Regions from separate parts of the Muntiacus reevesi genome. Here region 1 is linked to region 2. Evidence: chromatin contacts called from public Hi-C data. All regions are on one chromosome and are shown on one strand. Each heading gives the region's core, a stretch centred on a gene start, on an enhancer-like site or on the middle of the called end of the contact. The rest is flanking DNA. Distances are from core to core; before and after follow the strand shown. Region 1 holds the start of ZNF135 (zinc finger protein 135). Region 2 holds the start of LOC136161795 (zinc finger protein 211-like).

The links. A called contact is a pair of places that touch in the nucleus more often than the background predicts.
Region 1: a Hi-C map of muscle shows a contact between it and region 2, with 6 times the contacts expected there. The contact joins the promoter of ZNF135 here to the promoter of LOC136161795 in region 2. A contact is called at or near these places in 2 of 3 Hi-C or Micro-C datasets (blood and muscle).

Annotation. Positions count from the first base shown.
Region 1 is chr2:280,337,059-280,344,926 of mMunRee1.1, forward strand. ZNF135 (zinc finger protein 135) reads left to right here and starts at 6,117. Exons shown (of 5, transcript XM_065926983.1): 1 at 6,117-6,236; 2 at 7,571-7,655. The coding sequence starts at 7,623.
Region 2 is chr2:279,960,281-279,967,055 of mMunRee1.1, forward strand. It overlaps LOC136161795 (zinc finger protein 211-like), which reads left to right and starts at 1,284. Exons shown (of 4, transcript XM_065926892.1): 1 at 1,284-1,371; 2 at 6,019-6,407. The coding sequence starts at 6,375. LOC136161803 (zinc finger protein 211-like) reads right to left here and starts at 1,114. Exons shown (of 3, transcript XM_065926909.1): 1 at 869-1,114. The coding sequence starts at 901.

The DNA.
Region 1 (7,868 bases), core at 4,867-7,366, 380 kb after region 2:
TGTCCTAGACGCGGACCGCGCCGGCTAGGGGCTGGGCTTGGTAAGTCGCCGCCCGGCGAGCCTCAGTTTGCCTGTCCCTAAAATGGCAGCTCATGGTAGCCGCACTTTGTAGGAACTTTACTGAAGTCTGTTGAAGTCTAACCCTTTTCATTCAGTAGTTAAAGGGTTCTAAGGAAGGGGCTCTTATATACCGTTTTCGGACGAGGAACCTAATTTTGAGCTTCGCCTCACATATGAAGCTCTACCCCTTGTTAGGAATCGAATTTGAGGCTGCTGAACCGAGGCCTCCATCCCAGGAAAGGAGTTGGGAGGGACCCTTGCCCAGAGGATTCTGGCCCTCTTGGCCCCTACTCTTTACTCCTCATTCCCCTCACCTGTTAATTTGTCCACCCACGTTTCTATTGTTTAGTTGTAACAACAGTAAGATGGTCAGAGTGAGTGGCGGGTTGGAGAGAGCCTTGGGGGCATCAGAATGGCTCTGCTGTGAGCCAGGGCATGGGTCTGAGCAGAGCAACCATAGGCCCTGACCGCATCAAAGGATCACTCACTCTGGCTTTTGTGAGAATAGGCTCAAGAGGGTGAGGGAAGGACCTTGATGACTTTTGAACCAATGCAGTAATCAAGGTGGGTGGGAATCAGTGGTCAGATTGTGGACCGGTTAGTATTTTTGGGGTAGCGCTAACAGGCTGGGGATTCAAGTTTGTGCATCATGGACTGCAGTCCAGCCCCTAATATGGAGATCAAGGCGTGGAGAAGGCCTCTCAATGCAGAGCTGTTTACCAAGGGTGAGTGGAGAACGTGTTACAGGTGTGTGACGAAGCTGCTTCCTTTTTGTCCAGGCCCTCTTCTACTTCAGTTACCAGAGCTTGCTGGATGGTACCCTATTCTCTCTGAGTGATGGGGTGGCCAAGACTGGGCCAAACAGCCATTTTGGATGCCTCTATTACAGAAGTTTGGGCTGTGTCTGAGCAGTTATTGAGGTTTCTGAATCGTAAAAGACCAGAGTGGTAGTAGAATCTATGCTGTCTGTGGACATGCTCCCTCTGAGAGATGTCAAAAATGTGATCGCCCCATGGCAAGTGAAGGGCTCCAGCCGGTTCCATTTCGTCATAGCCAGATGAGAATGAAAGGTTAAGGGAGGATGAGTCAAGGACACTTATTTGGAAAAAGTAGGGCATTTTATGAGCTGGGTTGTAGGTCACCAACAGTAAAATAACTAGTACAAGTCAGCTAGACTAGAAGTTATTAGTTTTGTGCAAAAGCAGTTGCAGTTTTTGCTTTTTTTAATTTGCCATCTGATACTGTTGTTGTTGTTGTTGTTGTTGTTCAGTTGCTAAGTCGAGTCTCACTCTTTGCAACCCCATGGACTGCAGCACACCTGGCTCCCCTGTCCTTCACTTTTTCTGGAGTTTGCTCAGATATTGATATTGGAATACATTCTAAATAAATGTGGTTATGTTATATATCATTTTAATGCACATTTCTCATTTTACGGTTTTTTTGGTAATGACGTTACTTGCTGTTGATTTTATATTTATTTTAGACTGAGAAAGATTGAGGGCAGGAAGAGAAGGGGGTAACAGAGGATGAGATGGTTGGATGGCATCACCAACTCAATGAACGTAAGTTTGACCAAACTCCAGGAGATAGTGAAAGACAGGGAAGCCTGGCATGCTGTAGTCCATGATGTCGCAAAATGTTTGACACAACTTAGCGACTGAACAACAACAACAACAGTGGAAATGATGTTAGACAAAAAGCAAATTCCAGAAATTTTCTTATTTGAGTTCAAAATGGATCATAAAGCAGCGGAGACAACTTGCAACATCAACAATGCATCTGGCCCAGGAACTGCTAATGAACCTACAGTGGTGGTTCAAGAAGTTTTGCAAAGGAGACAAGATCCTTGAAGATGAGGAGTGTAGTGGCCGGCCATCAGAAGTTGACAATAACCAAATGAGAGCATCATCGAAGCTGATTCTTTACAACTACATGAGAAGTTGCCAAAGAACTCAACATCACCCATTCTATGGTTGTTTGGCATTTGGAGTAAATGGGAAAGGTGAAAAAGATCAATCAGTGGATGCCTCATGAGCTGACCAAAAAAAAAATTGTTGTTTTGTAATGTCCCCTTATTCTGTGCAACAGTGAACCATTTCTCGTTTGGATTGTGACATGCAATGAAAAGTGGGTAGAAAGAGAAGGGGGAGATAGAGGATGAGATGGTTGGATACAATCACCAGCAACAACCAGCTCAATGGTTGGACTGAAAAGAAGCCCCAAAGCACTTCCCAAAGGCAAACTTGCACCAAAAAATGGTCATGGTCACTATTTGGTGGTCTACTGTTGGCCTGATCCACTACAGCTTTCTGAATCTTGGTGAAATCATTACATTGGAGAAGTATGCTCAGCAAATGTGTGAAACACACCAAAAACTGCAACACCTGTAGCCGGCATTAGTCAACAGAAAAGGTTCAATTGTCCATGACAATGCCTGACCAAACATCAGACAACCAATGCTTCCAAAATTGAACGAATTGGGCTAGAGTTTTGCCTCATCAGCCATATTCACCTGACCTCTGGCTAATCAGCTACCACTTCTTCAAGCATCTTGAGAACTTATTACAGAAAAGCCACTTCCACAATGAGCAGGATGCAGAAAATGCTTTCCAAGAGTGCACTGAATCCTAAAGCACGGGTTTTTATACTATAGGACTAAGCAAACTTATTTCTCATTGGCAAAATCTTGATTGTAGTGGTTCCTGTTTGGATTAATAAAGATGTTTTTGATCCTAGTATAATGATTTAAAATTCATGGTCTGAAACTGCAATTACATTTGCACCAATCTAATACCTCATGCTCTCAAATCCTAGGATTAACTTATTTTCTCCAGCTAACATTCTAAGAGTCACAAAGGTCAATACTTGGGGATTCTGAGTACCTCCCCACCACCCCCCCACCTCCCCCCCACCAGATGAAAGTCAAGATGTTTCTCTACAACTGGTGACCATGTAGAGGCTCCCCTTTCACAGGTCTGCTTTGCCACCAGTTCAACATTCAGCATCCAATTTCTCATGTGCCTGGAATTTAATGTTAGATGTCTGCTCCTTTTTCTTTTAAGAAAAATATGTAAGACATAAGAATTTTAAGAGATTCAATGAAACCTGTGAAAAGACTCCTAAGCTGAATGAAAAAATGAAAAAGAACATCATCAACCTACAGGCCTAAACCCCTTTGTTCCCCTCTCTTCATTGGAAAAGACCCTGATTCTGGGAAAGATTGAGGGTAGAAAGAGAAGGGGGAGATAGAGGATGAGATGGTTGGATACAATCACCAACTTGAGCAAACTCCAGGAGATAGTGAAGGACAAGGAAGCCTGGCATGCTGCAGTCCATGGGGTTACAAAGAGTTGGACACGAAGTAGCTACTGAACAACACTCCCCTCTGGAATAGTAACCTCCCTTCCTCTGGGGGCAGCCACTGTCCTGAATGAGATGTGAATCATGCCATGTGTTTCCTGAAACTTTACAATGTGTCTGTTTCAAAACAATACAAAGCACGTTTTGCATTCATATAAAAGCATATAATTCCATCTGCAACTTGCATTTTTTGCTCCATAAATTTATCATTACAAGATTTATCCTTTCACCTTTGTGTAGGGCTTTTTGTTATTGTTATTTGTTTTGCCATGTTATCTGTCAGAATCTTAGTTCCTCAACCAGGGACTGAATCCAGACCCCTGCAGTGGAAGTGTGGATTCCTAACCACTAGACCTCCAGGAGAGTCCCAAAATTTATCCTTTTTGATATGTGAGACTCAATTTCATTTATTTTCTCTGCTGTATAGTTTCCCATTGAATGACTATACCACAATTTGTTTATCCTGTGTACTTTTGATGGCCACTTAAGTTCATTGAAAAATACTCATTAAAGCAACACCCTAGAGCCCATGCTCCACAAGAGAAGCCACCATGATAGGAAGCCCATGCACTGCAACTAGAGGAAAACTCACACATTAATGAAGACCCAGCACAGCCAAAAACAATTTTTTATAGCAACGATGTCATCATGAGAGAGTTTATGCTAAGTTGCTTCAGCCGTGACTGACTCTGTGACCCCATAGACTGCAGTTTGCCAGGCTCCTTTGTCTATGGGATTTTCCAGGCAAGAATACTGGAGTGGGTTGCTATTTTCTCCTGCAGGGGATCTTCCCAACCCAGGGACTGAAACCACGTCTCTCTTATCTCCTGCATTGGCAGATGGGTTCTCTGCCACTAGTGCCACATGGGAAGTTTTCATGCCTTTTGATCTGGTAAAAGAAAACTGGGGAGGAAAAGGGTACATTTTGTGAAAGAAAAAGGAAAAACAGTCTTACTTTTCATTTGGATTTGCAGGTGAGGGAAGTAGTAATAGACATTTTATGAACACTTTAAAGCTTTCTTACTTCAGCAGACAGAAGAGTACCTTTCAGTATGACAATCACAAATATGATCCTTTATAGTCTCTAAATGACACCTGAAAAGAAAAACTAGAGCTTGCATCATGAGAGCATTCCGATTTTGAGCCATCAGACATATCTTCTCATAACAACCACTGTTACAAGGCTTACTAGATTTGAAGTCTTTCACTCATGTGTGAACCAGCCAAATCTTTTCACCTGTTATCTGTAAAAAAGAGATGTCACCGGCTGTTTTTTCCCCCTAACATAAGAATTCTTATTGTTTGCTGTTTTCAGCATCAGAGTTTTTCCAAATAAACAGCTGTTTCAGTCAAAGAAAAGATGCCCTTGGCTTGAAACTTTTTCTCAGCTTCAGATCCATCATGCAAGCCCCAACTTATCTGAATCAATCAATCCCCTCTTAAAAGGGCAAAGGCAGGTGAGGTGGCTCAGCCTTGGTTAGATTCTTGCTACACTGGATGTTCACATGCTTTACTGAAAATAAGTCCAGCTCGAGTGGGGGAATGGTGAACGGTCTCACCTTGTACGCTTGGCTGCCGTACCCTGGGCATGCCACCTGACCTGGTTGGCCTTGGCCAGTGTTCACCAAATGGCGAATTCAGTCATGTGAGGGGACGTCAACTTTTAATGTATTCATGCTCAGTGGCATCTGACTCTTTGCAACCCCACGGACTTTAGCCTGCCAGGCTCCTGCGTTAGTGGAATTTTTCCAGGCAAGAATACTGGAGTGGGTTGCAGCTTCCTACTCCCAGGGGTCTTTCCCACCAGGGATCAAACCCGCCTCTCTTGCACTGCAGGCGGATCCTTTACCACTGAGCCACTTGGGAAGCTTTGCGTACTATGTGCAGGTGCCAAATCGCTTCAGTCCTGTCCCATTCTTTGCGGCTCCCTGGACTGTAGCCCCCCAGGTTTCTCTGTCCAAGGGGTTCTTCTGACAAGAATACTGCAGTGGGCTGCCATTTCCTGCTCCAAGGGATCTTCCTGACACAGGGATGGAACCCGCGTCTCTTACACCTTCTGCATTGTCAAGCACGTTCTTTACCACCAGCGCCACCTGGCTGAATACTATGATGCTATTGAAACGCAGTTCTGACAGTTACGAAGCAGTGTGTAAAGCACTTTTCAAATATCCATGTTTCTTATAACCGTGTACTAAATACTGGCACCTACTGAGCGCCGGGCTACAATCAAAGGCTCCTCACCGCGGCGGCGGCACGGAATGTTTATGATGGGGACAGAGAGGTGTCAGGACTCGAATTCGGGTATCAGAAGAACCCGACGGGCGGGAACAGACGCCCAGGGAAGCCGCGAGTGGCCCTCTGGGCGACGCAGTTCGGCGCTCTCTGCGCAGGCGCACTCCCAGACCAACGCGGTCGCAGCCTCACGCGTGTCCCAGGAGTGAGGCGTCAGAGGGGCTCGAACTTCTCAGCCTCAGCCCCAGGCGGGGTGGGACGAGCTGAGAGACGACCGGAGGTGGGCGCACTGCTCTCTGGGAGTTGTAGTTCGGCGCCCGCCCAGCTAGGCGCGATCTCGGCCAGCAGCGGGCGTGGCCTTCCTCCTGGCAGTCCTCCAAGGAGTGCGGAACGAGAGGGTCCCAGGCTGGAAAACTAGGCGGAGCCAGGATTCAGAGCCCCTCAACCTCAGCCACCCAGGAGGGGCGTGGCTAGCGGGAGGACGATCGGAGGCGCGCGCCGCCCTCTGGGAGGTGTAGTTCAGCGTCGGTACGCAGGCGCAGTGCGCTCCGTGGCGGCCTCAGTCTTTGTCCTACAGTCCAGCGGTAAGTGAGGCTTGGGTTGGCCGGGGTGGGGGAGGCCGGGCGGAGCGCGGGTCCAGGGTCTCCCCTGGGACGCCGGCCAGGGTGTGTAGAGAGCCGCGCGCGCCTGTGTCACATCCCCTCTACTGCTTCGGCCTAGTTTGGGCCGCTGTGGGCGGGGTGGGCGGGCCGGGTGGGCGGGGCCCAATCGGGAGGGGTGTCTCGTGCCCGAGGGGAGGAGTTGGGGCGGGGGCTGGCTCACGGCTGCGAGGGAAGGGACTGAGGTCTTTGGCTTCGGGAGCATAGTCGTAGGGATTAGCTGGCCTGACTCCTCAGAGCCTGGAGCCAGCCCAGCCTGCATGCCTCCCTGGACTGGGCGAGACCTCCGCGGTTTGGAGGCGGAGAAGGAGGTCCCACCACCATGTCAGCTGTGGAACCTCACTTTCTTGAGGGGCTTCTGTCCGTAAAGAAGAAAGGTAAAGGAGACCCAGAGCAACGGATTTTGGCCTTATCCACTTGGGACCCAGGAAACAGACGAATTAAAATCTTATTGAGCATCAGCTGCATGCCAGGCACCATCCAGATTCCTTCGTTACTTCAACAAGCAAGTGTTTACATGTTCCGGGTGCCAGGCCCTGTCCTCTGTCGCCAAGATTGTCTCCGCCCTGGATGCCACAGGAGAGTCAGGGAGAGGATGATAAGCCCATAAAACATCACTGAATATTATAACTCCCATCCAGGGAACTGCAATGAAGGCAACTGGTCAGAGTGGCTGGGGCAGAATCAGGTGCCAATAGGCAGGGTCGTTATTTATTTAGCCGCAATGCATGGCTCATGGAACCTCAGTTCCCCAACCAGGGATTAAACTCCAGGCCACAGCAGTGAAAGTCCAGAATCCTAACCACTAGCCCACCAGGGAACGTCTCCATTTCACATTTTAATTCTCATAAGCTCCGTCCTGGGTCATCATCCTCATTTTATAAGAGAAAAACCTTTTGTAGAAACAGGCACACCAAAGAGTGCCAGAGACCCCAGTACTGCCTGGTTTTCTGCCTTCTGCACAGTAACAGAGTCATCACCCTGGGAATCATCTGTGCGACCTGGGCTGCACCCCTTGCCCCTCTGGCCATCCATTTCCCTGTCTGGAATCAGTAAAGGAAAGGGAGGTCATCTTTCAACAGTGCCCAGAATAGCATCGGGTGCACAGCAGGAGTTCAAGAAATGCCACGCTGAAGCGGCAATCCTATTGCATCCCACCTGGGCACGGAGTTCCTACTACATGCACACAGGCCTTCCGGGGCCTGGAGTCACTCGTCACTTGTCACTTGCCCAGTCTCTCGTATCCCCTTTCCCCCCAGAACTGCCTACAGAGGAGCTGACTATTCCTGCAAGAGGCCCGAGGAGGAGGGGATGACTGCTGGGCTCCTCGCCGCCGGGGACCCGGTGAGTACAGTGCCCCCTCCCACCCGGCCTTCAGGTGCCACCCGTGGTCCCCACCAGGCTTGTTCTGCCCTCAGGGCCTTTTCCATCACTCTGTCCCTGGCCCGGCCTGTGCTTTCGTCAGCTCCGTGTCCCTCCACATCTCACCTTGCCACTCTGAGAAGATCAGCTGGGTTCCACCCCCCAGCCCCTGCCCTGCGCCACCCTGGCAGACAT
Region 2 (6,775 bases), core at 34-2,533:
CTCACATTAAAAATGACCAGTTCCACACTTCCTCCCATTGATGATGGAAAATAAAAACCACCTCAACAAACCCCAGCCTGCATTCAGGACCCTGAACGTGCGGTTCTCCAGGGTTCCCAAACCAAGGGTCTGGGTAAATGGCAGGTGAAGAGCTTCAAAACCCTTCTCAAATACAAAGAATGTGTGCATCGGCTTGAGAATAATTTAGGGACAGGGACAACCTCCATTTACCAAAAATGTTTCTGCAGTCCTGGGAATGTGTGGGAACAGGCAGGCCATGGAGGAAGGTGATCTGGGTGACGCTCCAGGGGCTCAAACTTTCCCAGGATTTGTGCCTGGGACCAGAGCCCTGGGAATGGCACGGTGGCTGGCTAAGGTCTTCTTCGTGACTCTATCCTCAGTACTACCTCTTACGAGTTGTGAGCAAGCAAAAGCCAGAAATTCCCTCTGCTTCAAATTAGTCATCACCCACCAACAGACTTTTCTTTCACTGAACGGCTTTGGAGCCTAATTTTAAAAACCTAAATTCAGATGACGTTCCTCCTGTGCTCAAAACTCTTCACCGCTTCCAGAGGGTCTATGCAGGAAATTAGAATCTCTCATTTGCCACTCCAGGTGAAGCCTGCCCGCAAACTTTGTTCCTCACAGAAGTTGGACTGATCTGAGGTTCCCCAACATTCCTGCTTCAGTTGCATCTCAAAGCCTCACTCACACATTATACAGGTCCTCGGAAATAAGGACATGAAGGCCTGCAAGAGGCTTTCAGGCCTGTCGTGGAAGAGGGCCCTGAGATAAAGCGACCTGAGCAGGCGCTCTCACACGGGGCATTCATATTTTGACGGCAAAGGGGGCAGGGCAGAGCGTTTACCTGAGGCGGCGCCGGCAGCAAAGCCGCCGCCATCCGAGCCTGTGGGCGGAACGGAGCTTCCAAAGTGGAGCGACCAGGTCGGTTTCGGTAAGATACCTCCCCGCAGAAGGTGACCTCCCCGACCCTAAGAACAGACCCTGTGCAGTGTGCACGAAGGCTCCGCTTCCGCCTTACGCCCCTCACTTCCCAGCAAACTCCTCACTCCTAAGCTTATCACCAGCCCCACGGGCTCAACAACAAACAAAACGTCTAAATAAACGCGCCGGAAGTCACACTGCCAGATGTTCGGCCTCCAGGAAGTGCGCAGCTTCTGAATTTTCAAGGGCTCTACCTCGCTTTAGCGCAAGTTCTTCTGGGTAATGTAGTGCCAAGGCCTCAAGGAATGGCGCCACACTGGGAGCCTAAGGAGGAAAGCCAAGAAGCACTGGGAGGAGCGCTGGGAAATCACGTGTCGGGGGCCTCCGTCCTCATTAAAGACATGGGGAGTCGATGACGAAATAGGGGTGGGTGCTTCAGAGAATTTAAATCTTTAATGATACTGATCACTGAAGTGTAGGGATAATCTAGCTGACATCCTTTGGTAACTGGAAGTAAGAAAACATTATCTTATCGCTCTTGAAATGCATGCAGCCTGAAGTGCTCAAGTCATCTATAAATTATGGTCAGGGAAAAGAAAAAAGACTACAGGATTCTGACTGGGAATGTGGAAAGTTGATACTGGGCAGGCCTGCTACAGCTGAACAAGAGAGAAAAAACTTAGAAAAGGCTGTCTTGCCTGCATAGTCAGTGATGGTGTGCAACTAAGTGAGAAACAATGATGGATAATCAGGACACCCAAAATGGCTGTATTCTTCCTCTTTGTATATTTCCTGCCCCACCAGTCCGATTCACCTATACCCTACTCACCTGCCTGAACTTTCACTTAACAAGAAATCCTCATCTGTCAATACCTACCTTCTTGCTCTAGCCCCAGATAGTCCTTGTTTTTGTCATTAGATAGTAATTACTTCACATTGAGTTTCTCAGAGACTATGAGTGGCTTGCTTTTTCCCTGGTTTCCCTGTCAACTGATGAGCCAACCTCACCTCAATTCCCTCTAAAGCAAGTAACCTCCCTATCCTCCCCAGTTAAAAAAAAAGCCTACCGCCACATCCTGCCTGCTGTGTCTGACCACGGTGGTGTGTCTCTCCTGGACCTTGTGATGTCTTTGTCCTTGTCTCTGGGCTCTTTCTTTGGCATTCAGGCTGAGCGATTATTAATATGTTATCCCGACTCTAAGACTAGGCCCCTTTGTCTCTCACAGCTGATCAGTGGCTAAGACTCCATGCTCCCAATGCAGGGGGCCTGGGGTCAATCCCTGGTCAGGGAACTAGATCCCACATATTGCTACTAAGACCCTGTGCAGCCAAAATAAATAAAAATAAATACTTTTTTTAAAAATCTGGGTTTCATAGAGAAAGTAAGAGCATCAGAGAATTAAAAAATTTCACTGACATATAACTGCAATGGAACACTATATTTCTTTAAACTGTATAACATGATCTGATATTGGCTTCCCCGGTGGCTCATATGGTAAAGAATCTGCCTGCAATGCAAGAGACCCTGGTTCAATCCCTGAGCCAGGAAGATCTACTGGAGAAGGGAATGGCTACCCACTCCAGTATTCTTGCCTGGAGAATTCCATGGACAGAGGAGCCTGGCAGGTTACTGTCCTTCGGGTCACAAAGAGTTGAATACAACTGAGCGACTAAGTACCACATATACACTCCACTAACAAATTAAGTTTAGTTAACAGAGTTACAATTTTTTTCCCATGGTGAGAACTTTTAAGAACCACTCTCTTAGAAACTTCTGAATATACAGTATAGTTTTTGGACTTTCTTGGCGGTCCAGTGGTTAGGACTCTACACTTACACTACAGAGGATGAGGATTCTATCCTTTATCAAGGAACTAGATCCCACAAGTGACTCATCTAAATAAATAATTAATTAATTAAATATAAGATACAGTTTTGTTAATGAGTCATCATGCTGTGCATTACATTCAAAAATTCAATCATCTTTTAAGTAGAAATCTATCACTTCTCACACCCTTCACTTATTTTATCAATGAACCTCCCCCCTCTTTGGCAAGCATCAATTGTTAGTCTGTATCTGAGTTTGGTGTTGTTGATATTATTTTAAATATTCAAAATGTTAGAATAATCATACAGTACATATGTATATCTAATAATCATATTAGATCCTGGATCTAATAATGGGTTAGAACAGCTTGGGTCCACTCATATAAGGATTTTTTTTTAACATAGATATTTTTCAATAAATACAGATGACTATAGGATCTATACTTGGAAGAATCATAAATGCAAAGACTTCAGAATCAGAGAGCTGACTATGGAACTTTAGCATCCAATGATTTCAGTATAGGCAGGGACTCCTGGAACCAATCCTCTGTGGAGGCAGAGGGACAATTGAGAAAAATAATAAAAAGGAAGAGAGAAAGCAATTAGGAGTTTTAAAAATTATAAGGTGTTAGGCAGTTAGAATAGGAAACAGGAGTCCAAAATGGCGGTGGCTAAAAGACAAGGAAGGGAAAAGCCCCTGAAAATAGAACAAAGGAAGGTCAAGGGAAGGTCCGAGGACCGGAGTGAAGACCTCAGGTAGAAGAAACAGCACTCCTGCCTAAGCCCAATTTGCACAGGGCAGGCCCAGGGGAAGGAAAAGCACGTAAAAGGAGGATCCAAAGGGCTTTCTTTCTCCCTCTCCCCTGCACGCATGCGCCCCGCCCCCCCCCAAGCCCCCACCACCCCACCCTGCGCTGGCTGGCGTGCTCCTCCACTCTCTTCTTTGGGTTAGCTTGCCTTCACGCTTCGAGGATGGATTCTCCTGCTATCTTGTAAATAAAATAGAGCTGTAACACTGCTTTCTGTAAGAGCTATAACTCAGTCTGTTTGAGACCTGAGAGCTATAACACGGTCTGTCCAAGACCCGAGAGCGGTAATGCGTCGAGGGCTTTGATGTCCGTCGCTCCAAATCTTTGTTGTGATGAGACAGAACCGAGGAGCATACACTCACCTGACATAAGGTATTCAAATCACCCAGGAAGCCACAGAGTGTTATATGAAAATGGACTTCAGTTCAGTTGCTCAGTCGTATTTTATATAACTGGATATATGGACACCTATAGACTACTAGTTTACTCCATCCAAAAACAACACATAGTCTTCTCATGCTGAGATATATTGTTGTAGCCACGGGTTCCGGGAAATAAACTCACTCAGAAGGACAATGCAGATAGTGGAGTGCAGTTTATTATACCAGCGGGCCCACGGCAGAGTCTCTGGTTAGCCAAGGACCCTGACCAGTTTTTCTGCAAACCTTATATACCCTAAGTGCCCAAACCCACCTCCCCAAATTCCCTGAAACTAGTCTGAACAAAGGAAAAGAAAGATGCAATCAAAGTTAACCCATCATCCATATGCCTTAAGCCTAGGTAGTTAACAATGGACAATTATCAATAGACTTGTGGTCATACCCCAATAAGCATAATAGAATTTATGATTCTATTCAGTTACACAGATAATTAGGGTATTCTTTTAGGCAATAGAGAATCCCAAAATGCATCTTATGGATGAGGGACCTCGTGCATTCTGAGTTTTAAGACATTCCTTTCTTTTCATTAACAGACTGCTAGTGACCATATAACATCCAGCTGAACACTAGCAGGGGGGTACTTTTTCTGCCCCCTTCTGACGCCTATTGTAAGACCCAAACGTCAGGTCTCTGTTCCGGAGAGGAGCTCCCGCTATTTAATAAACCAGTCCAGCAGATGCAATATGCAAGAGGCTTTATTGTCGGTTTGCACAAGCCGGGCGACTCTAGTCTCCTCAGAGGCAGAGTCGCACCGTATAGCAGTGTAAGCTGACTTTTATAGGCAGAAGCCACATTGTTAGCACATCCAGTACAGTGAATGAGTAACATAAAAGTAACATAATGTGTATCACATGGGGTAATCTTATCTGTGAGTACAGGTGCTGGACGTCAGTTGGTTCTGGAAAACAGCAGGCTTGTTTGTGCAGTTATTGGGAAACCTATAGACGTTCCGTTTACATTTCTCTATCCTTATTTTGCAAACGGAAAATTCTGCGCAAGTGGAAAATTTACACAGGCCAGGGAATTTCATGGTGTTTTTCAGATTCTTTCACTATGTCAGAAGCTTTCTCTAGCTCCTTTATACTTTAATAAAATTTTATTACATAAAAGCTCTGAGCGATCCAGCCTCGTCTCTGGCCCCGGATTGAATTTGTCTCCTCCAGAGGCCAAGAATCGCAGCGTCTTATCGTTCAGCAACAACCTTTCACAGGGACCTGAGTGGCGACAGTAGGGCGACCAGGTCGGATTCCGCATGGTTATTCCCCACCAATGCCAAAGTCTAAGACCTTGTGCAGTATGAACAAAATCTCCACTTCCGCCTTTAGCCCCTCACCTCCCTCCCAGATCTCACTGCAGAGTTTCTGACCAGATCCACAGTCTCAACTGAAAGGTCACGCTGATCGCGGGCGGGAAGGCGCCCGCCAGAAAATGCTGACAGAGAAGCCCCCCCCCCCCCGGCCGCCGAAAGGTTTCAGGTAAGCCCGTTGCCAGGCCGACTGACAGGAACAGACATCCACCAATCAACAGCCCGTTGCCAGGCAGACTGACAGGGACAGACATCCACCAATCAACAGCCCGTTGCCAGGCAGACTGATGGACGCGAAGGCGCCAAGACTCCGGCCAATCAAAAAACCGACGCGGGACCTAGAGGTCCAATCAGCACCTTGGTCCCGCCACGTCCGTATCCGCCGGGGTATATAGGTATCGCCACCCCTCCCCGCAGATTGCAGACTCCCGTTTTCTTCTTGCTCGCGCCCGGGAGCTCTGCCCGGGAGCGATTGTCCATTAAAAGCCTTTGGCTACCCCGGCGCCCCATTTGTCTTGTCGCGGCGTTCTTACATCAACAACAATCAAATCTGTGCCTAACGACAAAAAAGCTACATGTTCTAATGGTTTTCCCTCTCCCTTAGGAAGGATGAATTCCTTTTCCAGCCCTAGAGGTCACTTCTCAACTCTCCTGGCAATTTAGCTTGGCTTTTTCTGCCCCAATGTTTCAGGTGTCGACCGTTCTTCCTTGAGGACTTAGAACTACATTACCCAGAAGTTTTGTGCTATGGAGGAGCGACGTTTATCCAATGAAAATACAGAAAGGGAGCGTTTCCGGGGAGGGGCTCCCGGTGTCTTCCTGGCGGACATTTTGATTGCTCTCAAGTCGGTGCAGCTGGACGGAAGGTCTGAGCGTGCGGTGTTGGGAGGCCTGTTACAAGCCGAGAGAGCGCAAGGGGCGTCTTCGAAGGCTCTGCATAGGGGACGGCGTAAGAGCTGGCGACACTGCCGCCTGCAGGTTGTGTCCGCGCCAAGTCCGACCTGACCAGTGGACGCTCGCCGCACCACTCTGTGGAAAGAAGCTCTGATGGCGGTGCCTGCCCTGAAGGACCCCGGTCAGGTAAGTGCAGTGAGTTCCGTGTTCTCCGCTGCCCGTTTACCCACCAGAACATAAACTCCCCAGGTGAGCAGGTTCCCGCTCATGTTGTTTGTGGCCTTAAAAAAAGTACAACTCAGAATTTGAGTTATGTTTTATTCCGTGGGGATTTTTAGAATTTCCAGCCCAAGATATATCTCAAGGAACCCTGGGAGGTGAAGGGAGAAGCTGTTGCAGGAAGGGGGACTCCCTCCAGGGCCTGAAAGTGGGCTCTGTCTAACACTGGGAAGTGGATTGTTCTAGGAGACACTTGTGCTGGCAGACAAGAGATTTTGTTGGGAAGGGACTCTGGGTCAGAGAGCAGTAGGGTAAGGGAACCCAGGGGAACTGCT